Linked DNA regions of Sus scrofa: region 2 is linked to region 1. Evidence: chromatin contacts called from public Hi-C data. All regions are on one chromosome and are shown on one strand. The core of a region is the stretch at or near the end of the contact, and the rest is flanking DNA. Distances in the headings are between cores, read along the strand shown. Region 1 has its middle 510 kb from the start of SALL1. Region 2 has its middle 390 kb from the start of SALL1.

What was found. Hi-C and Micro-C count contacts between places; a contact is called where the count stands out from the background.
Region 2: a Hi-C map of liver shows a contact between it and region 1, with 8 times the contacts expected there. The contact joins two enhancer-like sites. A contact is called at or near these places in 1 of 5 promoter capture datasets (liver) and 7 of 47 Hi-C or Micro-C datasets (embryonic fibroblasts, liver, retroperitoneal adipose tissue and 1 more).

Annotation. Positions count from the first base shown.
Region 1 is chr6:33,213,954-33,219,689 of Sscrofa11.1, forward strand. No RefSeq gene overlaps it. Among named protein-coding and RNA genes, the nearest start is that of SALL1, 510 kb to the right of the region's middle. Within about 2 kb of position 3,483, at least 6 of the 83 cell types and tissues checked have an H3K27ac peak or open chromatin away from gene starts, as enhancers often do. A contact at or near this core is called in liver, where this site is marked.
Region 2 is chr6:33,339,174-33,344,757 of Sscrofa11.1, forward strand. No RefSeq gene overlaps it. Among named protein-coding and RNA genes, the nearest start is that of SALL1, 390 kb to the right of the region's middle. Within about 2 kb of position 3,833, at least 1 of the 83 cell types and tissues checked has an H3K27ac peak or open chromatin away from gene starts, as enhancers often do. A contact at or near this core is called in liver, where this site is marked.

The DNA of each region.
Region 1 (5,736 bases), core at 2,233-4,732:
TGGCCTTTCTGCAGGGGCGAGTATAGGGTTAAAAAAAGTCGGAAGAGGAAGGGCAGGGGGAGAGACAGGGCTGTCCACTCGGCCTCATTTATTCTTCCTCTACGTTCATTGGAGAAATGTGAGCTCCAAGTGGGACACGAGAGCGTCCCCGGACAGCACGCTGCTTTGCCATCCTCCGCTGCCTCGGTCCTGCTGTATGCGGCCGCTTACTCGCCCTTTCCTCACCATCGCCACAAGCACGCACAGTCCTCATGGGAACCCACTGTTATGCTGGGGCGCCTGGATGATTGAACTGTGAAAGGTCCAAAGCCTTCAGTTACTTCTTGCTTCTGTGGCCCAAGAAGAACCCCACCCCTGAGCCCCCATGGGAATAGTGGCTCTGCTGGGACTGGACTTGGCTTGACCGGGAGGACAGTGTGTGGCCGCAGTCCCTGTCTCACCTGGAGTCCTCTGTGCCACTTGCAGTTATGTTGTTTCATTCCAGGGCTTGTAGCTAAGCTGACCTTTCTATGTGTTACTACCAGTTTCCCTAACCCCTCTTTCTTCCTTCCGGGGTGTGAGCTTTTGTAATTTGGTTTTGGTGGTTAGATTGCTTGGGGAGGGGGGCCCAGCCCGCTGCAGCACTGTACGGGGCACTGCGGCGGCGGGGGGACCTGACAGGAGACACACATGCAATTCCTTCTTCCCCATTCCCATCAGAACGTCATCAAAATCGTGCTAACGGAGTAAATGATGCACTGATTTTTAGAAATTTAGTATTCTAGAACCAAAATGGATCTGAGGGATTAGACAGCATGAGGTCCTCGGTTTAAAAATAAGGCATCTGTGTGGTGTAGGTTGCAGATGTGGCTAGGATCTCGCATTACTGTGGCTGTGGCTGGCTGTGGCTGTGGCTGTGGCTGTGGTGTAGGCCGGCAGCTGCAGCTCTGATTCGACCCCTAGCCTGGAACTTGCGTAAGCCGTGGGTGCAGCCCTAAAAAGTCAAATTATAATATAAATGAATTAATAAATAAATAGAAATAAGGAAAGTGAAGCTCAGATGTCGGAAGGGGTATGGCTGAGCTCCATTCCTCATCACCTAGCTTCCCCCCCCCAACCCCACCAAAGGGCTCTCCCATGGCTGCCCCAAGATTTCCCATGATTCAGAATAACTGTTTAGCCATGAATCTGGAGCACAGTCTCCAAATGCCTAACTCATTTAAAGTCTGTGATAAAGACTAGAACATTTTAGGATGATCTGTTTAGTCTTTTAATCCAGATAAACAGGGCCCTGTCTCTAATCATGGCCTTAGAACTATGGCTTTACTGGGGAGAGAGGAATAATTTGCATAGTGTTTGCTTGTGCATAAGTGGGGGCTTTCAGGTTTGCAATCACTTGGTAGAACAAAGCCCTCGAAACCATCATGAACCATGGTTGTAGACAAAGAAAGTGCTGGACTCTTGGGCAAGAGAAGGGTTGCTATGCAAAAATGCACCTGGGTAGGAAACTTCAAAATTATAAACTAGTGGCATTTCCAAATGAGTGGCATTTTACTTTATGGCCCTTTGCAGCAGGCATGGTCACTCGGAAATGATTATATAAGGGACTGGTTTTATTACACAAGCTTACTTGGTATCTCTGCCACAGGCGGCTATCCTGGGGGAAGACAAGTTTGATTCAGAAACCCACGCTGAATTTCTAGACCTGATTTCTGGCCCTGGTGCCACCTCTAAACAGCTGTGTAACTGGGCACATTTCCTCTGCCTCTGCTGATTTTAGTTTCCTGATGAAAGACTTGCACGAGAGAATCTCGAATAGGTTTGCCAGATAGAGTAAAAAACCAAAACATGAAAACACAAGCATCTAGTTAAATTTGTATATCAGATGAACCATGAATGTTTTTAAGTATTCTTATCCTAAACAATTCTTCATTGCATTTTGTGCAGTGTGGCCAGGTAACCTGTATTTTATCTGGCAAACCTAGTCTCAAAAATCCTTTAGACCCAAAACTTGAAATCTGTAATGAACATATCTGATTTTTTGTGTCGGTTTCTAAGAGAGGGTGGGCTTGCTCAGGTCAGGAGAGAGAGAGAGAGAGAAGCAGTTCCTTGAAAACACCAGCCGATATCCAGTCCGCAAAAGCACAGTGCCCAGCAGCCAGAGGAACAGTGAGGTAGCAGATTCTCCTCCCTTTGAGAGGTAGCCCCTGGGATAACCGTAGCCTTTTTGAATGGCACAGGCCCCTCCCATGGCTGCGGGGCTAGACTTCAAGGGCCCAGGTAGATAACTCTATCTCCTAAAAGGTCTCCTTCGTAGGCTGTGCTGTGCCCGATGCTCTAGGGAGAGCCGGGTGAAGCGAGATCATTTCTAGTCCTTTCTGTACAGAAGCAGTTACAGTTAATCCTTGCTACATGCCATCAGGCACCGAGGACCAGAGAATGCCCACAACAGAGGCCGAACCAAGCCATCCTTTAATGGAATCCTGGAATGGCTGGGGACCTCCTTTGTGTCTCTAGGTGAAATGGAGATGCTTTTGTTTGGGGCAGGGTACAGGGGAGGAGTACAGAGCAAGGTAGCGGGAGGAGGGGGAGCCCCTGGGAGTGCATGTTGCAGAATGGAAACTGCAGTGAGCAAAAGGCCTGGGAACTGGACATGGGGTGAAAATTATAAGATTTCCAACATAGCCCTAAAAAATAATTGTAGATAGGACTTTACCCCGGGTTACAGCGAGGTCCCTCCCTGAAGAGTAATGACCACCTCTTCGGTCCATTTAGTTTGGGTCTTTTACAGTCTATCAGAGATGAGTCTCCTGGAGTCTGGGATCCCGTTCAAGACAGTGTGGAAAATGCAGAAATGTGTTGATGGCATTTCCACAGTCCTCAGGATCTGGGCTTGAGAGGACTGATTTCTGGAATGGGGTTGTTTACCCCAGTGATTTGTGGAATGGGACGTGCAAGCAACCCCAGTGTGTCCAAAATCACTTCTGAATACCTCTCCCCTTCCACCAACCCCCATGACCCCCCTCCACGACCCGCCCCCCCAATACATGCGCAGCCAGGACATGAATAAACCTGGATACCCGGAAGGTTCCCATGAATTCTACCTCACCTCCGTGAAGAACTCAGAGCCCGGGTGTGAAGACTAGGTGGCTAGAACACAATGCTTTATAGACAGAGAAAAGGGGAAAGCAACTCTTTGCTTTGGATGCAAATCAACTCAGCTTCACCTTTAACGCGGAAAACCCGTGCCCTTGGCAAGATGTCTGGGGACCATTCCAGAGGTATTAATCTTCCTCCGTTTACATGTTAAATAGGTCTTTGGAAACTGTTTCTCTAGCCTCGCTTTTTTTCCTCTCCAGCACAATCTCCCCCTCTCTTTCCTTTTTAGTACAGTCAGAATTCCCCAGCAGCAGGAAGCCCCCCGGGGACAGAGGTCGGGGAGCCAAGACGGGTAGATTTCCAAGCCACCCTCTGGCTGCGAGGCCGGCCGGCAGATGGCGCTGTGCCGCACGGTATGGCCCCTGCGTGCCGGCCGGCGCTGGAGCGGGCAGGCTGCTCAAAGTTTCTAGTGCCATTCCTGGACCGAAACAAATGTTTGTGGAATTAAGTAGTGATTTCCTTTAGTCTGCGCGACTCTTACTGGCTGTGTTTTCAGGCTCTAGATGTTAACATATGCCATATATTGCTTTTTCGGGGGAAATCAGGGGTTTCCAAGCACACTTAAACCCATCCTAACCGCTCAAGTCAACTAACCAAGGTCTGCTTTTCTGATAAAATAACCCATAAAACGTCCATATTAAGAGCTAGAATGGTTTGGAAGACAAAGAAGTGCTGAAAAATGTAAGTAAACAGAGCACCTAAGATTTTTTCTTTCTAAATAAACCAGAGGGGTAGGGGGATTCTTTTTTTTTTTTTTACTTTCCAGACTCAAAAAGCATGAAAGTGGACAGGATGAAACTCAAAGCCTGGATGGAAAAAGAGTGGGGTCTCTGGCTGCGAGGGGTGGGAGAAAGGGAATCGCATTATATGGTTGCTGGCAACACTTGGGTGCCATGATCATATATGTATAATTGTGGAGAAAATTTAGATGTGCTGGTCTTGAGGGCACAGCCACAAGGCCATGGGTTTTCAGAACCAAGTTAAGCAGCGGTGGATTAGGGCACTAGGATTTGTCACTGCCGTTGCTCCCTAGTGCCAAGTGACCCCATTAGTTAGGGCTCAGTATGTATTTAATGTTGCCATAAAATCCGTCTTCTCAAAGTAAACAAGGCAAGTCTGTGTGCGGCTCCAGCAAGATGTATGCAGCTTTGTTTGGGATAATGGATTTGCCATGATTAAAAAACAGTGGGGATTAGATGGACCCAGCATGGATAAATATGACTAATTGTCATCTCCTCGTGTGGGCATCAACATGGCTAGCACTGCAGACTAGAAGATGGGGGAGCAAGGGAGTTCGGGCGGGACCAGACTCTGCAGAATTGATCTGAACTGATTGATAAAGCAGGGCTGGAAGGGAGCCTTGAGGAGGTCTTGCCTTCTGTGTGCATGTGAACAGAGCTTTTTAGAATTTCCAAAAGCATTTTATTGCTTAAATTGGACTCTGGTCGAAGCCCTGCAGAGCGAGCACACAGCTGTCTGCCTTGTGCCGAGGAACTTTGGGCTTCTCTTTCTTAAATGTTGACGAAACTTTTGAAACTGGCAGAACATGCCATTTCATCTTTTACATAAAAGGATAGGTTTTGAAATCTTGTTTTAGACTTTTCAAAAGTTTTTAGCAAGTTACCCAATTCTTGTTTCTTTTTATGTACATGGAGATCATGTTTAACTTCCTTAACTTGTTTTACTGTTTTGTTTGTGAATCAGGAACTATGGCTGTATGGGGTTTTTTGTTTGTTTGTTTGTTTGTTTAGATAATGAATAAATATATCTAGTACTGAAATTCTTTCTTTTAAAATAAGAAATATTCTCAGACTTTGAAACTTAATCATTAAAGAGTAATTGTATTTATGGTGATTAAATAAAACGATGAGGTATATTCATTTACTAACATATGGTTTTCAACAGTTGATGCTGTTTTTTTCACCTGTTTTCATTTTTTAAGCGAAAGTTCAAAGACATTTTTCTAACCAAGTGTCATTTACTATGTCAGCATATGCTGTTTGTACCATGAATATTGTTAACAAAGTGGAATGAAACTTTAGTGCTGCCACTAATAGCAATATATTACAAACATTGCAAATTTTATCCATAATATCCAGAAGCTGATTTTGGATCCAATTTAGAGCTGTCTTTCAAACAGAGCCACATTAAATTTAAAATTAGTCAAGGATTATAGTTTCCTATGAAGAATGTCTCCACCTCCAATATGAGCAAATGTCATCAAAATGAAAGGGGAAAAAGAAAAGAAAAGAAAAGATGAGATGAGATTGTTTTGACACAAGCGAGAGGAGCTTAGTGTTGTTTCATTTTTAACCTCATTTCAAATTATCTTTAACCACCCTGATATTTCTGCATAGAGATAATCACATCTCATCAGCCTTCTCAAAACCCAGCAGATCCATACCCAGAGCTCATGCTTCTTGTTAAATCATACTGCTAAACAAAATGTTACAGCTCCTGCAGAAAACTGATGGAGATGGGCTTCACGGACGGTCTTTTGTTCGTTTGTTTTTCTTTCCATCATTCAATTTTATTTTCTCTCCTTGGGTAACTAATTTTCATAAGGTGTCCAACTGTTTTTCCTAGAAAGTCAGGACA
Region 2 (5,584 bases), core at 2,583-5,082, 130 kb after region 1:
ATGTCTTATTCCATCTAAGTGTTGGTTAAGACTTACTAGTGGGATATTTGAGGGGTAGGGCAAGAAATTATTTCCGTTCTCTGCATCGAGGCTAAACACCAGCCTCATTCAGAGGTCCAATCCCCGTTTGCCCTGGTCTTCCTTTCTTTGCTTTAAGAAATTACAGCAGAGGGGAGTTCCCATCGTGGCTCAGTGGTTAACGAATCCAACTAGGAACCATAAGGTTGCAGGCTCGATCCCTGGCCTCGCTCAGTGGGTTAAGGATCTGGCATTGCCATGAGCTGTGGTGTAGGTTGCAGATGTGACTCGGATCCCGTGTTGCTGTGGCTCTGGCGTAAGCCAGCGGCTACAGCTCTGATTTGACCCCTAGCCTGGGAACCTCCATGTGCCATGAGAGCGGCCCAAGAAATGGCAAAAAGACAAAAAAAAAAAAAAAAAGGAAATTACAGCAGAAGTTTCATTATGTCATATTAATATAAAAATATGAGTGATAATATCAGCCAGGATAGCAAGATGGACCACTCTTATGACTGCCCATCAGTGGCCCAGAATGAATGAAAAACAGGTAAAAGAGAACAGAAAGATCTGAGAGGGTTAAGGTTAGAATGGTTGTGTGTGTTAATTTCCACAGCTGGTACAATCCTAATAAAATGTTTTCATCCTTCCTGCCAAAGAAAGAGTAGAGCTCAACCCCCTTTGCTCTGGATATGCAGCTCCAAAGAAATGTCGCCAGGCTTCACAATCATGATTTCAAAGAGGTTTGGGGAAATGTTTCATTAATTCTTATAAAGAAATCTTTTTTTCTTAATTTTTTCATTAACTTCAGACATTTACTTGCAATTACATTTGTTCAGTGAATACAATGACAGAAATTAATAATTCATAGCTTTTGTCAGGGGGATTTTTTTTTTTAAAAAAAGGACAGTTGTTCAATCAAATGCAACTTTAAATGCACAATCTTTATTTAAATAAGATTTTTTAAAATAAATAATGGGGACGGTTATTGTACTTCTATAAATCTCTTCTTTTCCAAATTATATCTATGCTCTACCCAGTGACATGAAATCTTGGGTTGTTCAAAGCCCATCAGGAAAATAACAGGTTCAGATCTGCTTTTCTGGAAGCGGGGAAACTTGACTCAAGCTCCGTGCGTATGACACTGCCTGGATCTTCTGGGTATCGTGAGTTGTGACGGAGAATCAGAGCACATAAAAGGGGAAAGGAGCCAAAAAGACTGTGCCTTCCTGACACCCTCTCCTCTGACAACTGGGGAAGTTCAAGTTCAGAGCAAGAGTGAGCTTTTCAAGTTCGCACAGAGAGTCTGTAGCACAAACGGGCCTCAGCAAACATTGCCTGATCTCTTGGTCAAGGCTCTCCCAATCTGTGATGCTGTCTTCAAAGCATCTTCCTGCCAGGGCCTATCTGCCCAGTGGCCACTTAGGGATTTGGGTGTAAGGTGTTCTAGGCAGACCAAGACTTTCATCCCAACAGCCTAACAGCTGACCTGGAATTCTACCATTCGAGTGCAGTTACTTTGGATTATGAAGGCTTTCAAAAATCAGGTTTCCCTTGTTAAAATGAAAGTACCCATTTCATCACTTGAGATCAGCTTAGGTGGAAAGGGGGAAAGACGGCCAAGTCCTGGTGGGAATAAGCTGATCAGGGGACAGAGACAAAGTCTTCAATTTGTCTCAAGATAGTGAACGAGATGGATTTTCCCTAGGTCCCTGGCTCTCCCTGACTGTAAGAACCTCTCTGGCAAATCAGTCCTACCCCTTAGTTGTTCCAATAAAAAAAAAAAATGGCAATAGCGTTTGTCTTAAAAGAAAAGAAAAAAAAAAATCAAATCATGAGATGCTTCCTGGAAATCGCTAGCCCCAGTAACATGGTCCCTGGGAATGGCAGCTTAGCATACTGGTTAAGAATTGAATAGCTCCAGGTTTGTTTCTTGACTCTACCAGCTAAAAGCTTTGTGCCTTGGAAAAATCCATACTAAGATCTCAGAGTCATACTTTCTTTACTCGTAAAATGGAGATGTATCTGTTAGCTATTGGGCTATAACAAACTGCCCCAAGATGCGGGGGCTTAAAACAGTAGTTATTTATTTTCACACGGCTGAGGGTCAGCTGTGGTGGCTTTGCTTCCCACTGCTTTCTGTGGGTGAGTACTGGTGGCTCTGCTCTTTTTATCTCTCAGTGTCTTTCTGGGACCAACAGACTAGCTGGTTCTTTCTAGAATGATGGTGGGAGTGTCAACAGGGCCGGAGGAAACATGTGTGACTTCTCAAGACCTGGGCTCAGACTGGCGCTTCCAACTGTCTATCATTGGCCCAAACAAGGATGTGGCCACACCTCAAGTCAAGGGGTAAATTCTGCCCCCAGTGAGGCTATAGCAAGAGTATGGAGGAAGCAAGGAGTCAAGAAAGTTATCATAGGGACAGTAAAAGTACTTTCTCACTGCATCCTTCTGACAGTTGGTTAAGAAAGTGCATATATTTGTGCTGTCTGTGCCCGCTTAGAACAGCAGGGTATACCTAGAGGTGGGTATACTTGGGGACCTCTCCTGGGTGAAGCAGCAATGATGGATTAAGCAGCAATGAGGGTTTCCCTTGTCGATTTGGGCAGTTGTTACAGAAGGCGTCTCCTGGAGGTGAGGACCTGTGTGGTCTTCCCGCATCCATCAGTTTCTGGCTTCCACGTACAGTAGTGACCCTCATCTCACACATAAAAAGAAGCAAATGGATTTGATTAGCAAATACTCGCATCTGCATCCTAATGGACGTCTCTGGGACTTCCTCATTTCAGAAAATTCCGTTTTAATACACAGCACAGTAGTTAAAAGAATGCGCTCTCCCATCGGCCGTCCAAACCCTCCCAAACCAGAGAGAAACATCCACCATTTTCCCGTCAGCTCCGTCAGCAGGATCTAGACCTCCGTGTCCAGGCCCAGGCTAGAAGTTCCTCTTCCTGCATTTGATTCATGCCGTGAATCAAAACACTTAAAATAGGAGGCAAAATGCCCCCAGCGGTGCCCAGTCCAGATGTCCTTACGCCATGGACCTGCCTACTTCTTGCCAGGACCCCCGAGCAGCGAAGCCCACTCTGAGGCTGCTGCATCTGAACTCAATTGCAGCCAAGGAGGCCACCATTTGACCAGCTAAAAAGTCTGACCAGTTGGCACATTGCTGTCTCCAAATGAGCCGGCAGGAAATGGGGTTTCCTAAAACTTGGTTTTAAAGCACTTACAACAGGAAACCATTTCCCATGCATGTTAGATCTCTCTAATGACTGACTAACGAGAAACAGGCTATCTTAATACTCTGCCCCAAGCCATTACAAATGGCTTTCTTTCCAGACTTCATTAGAATATTTACTGCGATTTGGATAGAAGACTTTTGACACTGCAGTCATAAAATTTACAGGGGACTTTTTTTTTTTTCAGTCTAAGAAGAGACTTGGAAGAAATGGGGAAACTCCTCGGCTCCCCCAGCTACCATCTCCTTCATTAGTGGTCTTCAAGTCCTGTGACCTCTAGTTAAGAAAATAAACATCCCTGGGATAGTCCAATAAATTGCCTTCAGAAAAAAAACAGCCTTCGTCAACGCTCGCCTCTTCTGTATATATGTGGCAAGAAAGAGAAAATGCACAGTGTGGGTCCGTCTGTGCTAAACACTGTTGAGGTTGTTACTAAATCGTGGCAACCACGTTGGGAACAAGCAAGATCATCATCCCTGGCTCACCTTTGAATAAACGTGGGGCCAAAGTTACCAGAAGTCACACAGCGAGTGAGTGACAGAGCTTGGAATGGATCCACGTTGATCCAGTTGAAACACAGCTCCTCTAATATCTCCCTCACTGCTTACGCCTACCCTCAAACAGACCCAGTCTACACAGGCAGCAGCTGCTCTGTGCAAAAGAGCTGTGGACTCACTTTTACCTTGTTTTGAATTTCATGCATCTAGTGCCTTCCTGAAAATCATCAACCAGCGTCCAACAAAATTGACATTAAGTCTCTACCCAGAGAAAAGTCATCCTGGGATCCTGTGCAGTAATATTTGTAGTCATGCAATATTCAGTGGCAGTGGTGGCTGCCAAGTAGGATGACAACCCAAGGCAAGGAAACGTAAAGCCGGGTGAGTGAAAGGGAGGCCGTATCTTCAGGAAAGCGGGTTGGGAAGAGACACTGATTTTGACGGTGTGGTCAGGGAAGAATTCTGATGAGAGAGCGTTTGTGGAGAGACCTGAATCAGCAGAGGCAGAGAAAAGCTATGAAATGTTTTGGAGGACTGTTCTAGAGTGAATGAACAGGAAGGATTGGGGCTCCACAGTTGAAATGTGTGGCCCAGGGATCTCTGATGGTGTCTCTGTAGTCGAAGGTTGCATTGATAATCTGAAGTATTCCACGTTCTCTACGTAGGCTATGTCAACACACCGGCATTCATTCATCCTATGGTGTGTCCCACGTCAGAGACCTGTTCAGTGAATCTCACATTAGTGCCTTGGTTTCTGTCCCAGGATGTTGGGAGAAGGCTTCTCCACTCTCAGTAATGCTCTGTGGAACACCTCTTTCTCTAGGATGCTCTGTGTATTTAGAGACAAGAGAAAGGTGATCACTCCTAAAAACAATGTGCTTTCTCTCAGTAAGTAATAAAGAGCAATTGATCCATCATGTTTCTCCATTTCTGCCTTGATTCCTAGGAAGCTCAACATTAAATTGAGTATTCGATTCGGCAAAGTTAGCCTTTAAGACTTTTGAAGAGTTCTAACGCTTAATCTTATATCTACTTTTTATTGCAAGCATCCTCTAGTCCTTTTGGAACTGGTGTGTAAATAGCACATATACATAAAATAATATAAGGCAAGAACATAAGTATTAATTTACCTTAAAAAAATAACATTTGTGAATAGCCCACTGGATACTTTTTCCGTTTACATGGAGGCCAACCACGCAACTCGCTTGGATCAGAAAAAGAATCTATTTCGCAGATTCATAAGCTAAGGCCCCCATGAATGAATGAACCAATGAATCACATTTTCTGGTATCCACATCCTTATGTAGCTTCCTCTCACGTGAACACTGCGTTCGGCCATGTGACTTTTCTTTAGCCACTGGGACATCGGCAAATATGCTTCAAGCAGATGCTCGATAAGCTATCACAGCTATTAGGATTTGCCCTCTTGAAATGTGGCTCCCACCATGTGAGACAGCCAGGTCCAGCCTCACTGACGATAAAAGACCACATAGAATGACCCAACTCATAGCTTTCCCGGTTGAGCCCACCCCACACTGATTCTTCAGCTTCATGAGTGAGCCCAAGCAATGGGAATTAACAGATCCTCATTTCAAGCCTCGAAGTTTTAGAGGATCTTGTTACATAGCAATAGATGACAGATACATGTGTCTGAAGTCTTCTTTTAAGGCTAAAATTCTAGACAATTCTTACTAAGTATCTGAGTCCAGCAATCGCTTATATGCCTTAGAACACTGAGTGTCCTTGCAGGACTTATCTTGCCAGGAAGTAAGACATACCAACAAAAACACCTATTTGCCTATCTTCTGAGAGCCTACTACATCTAAGGAATCT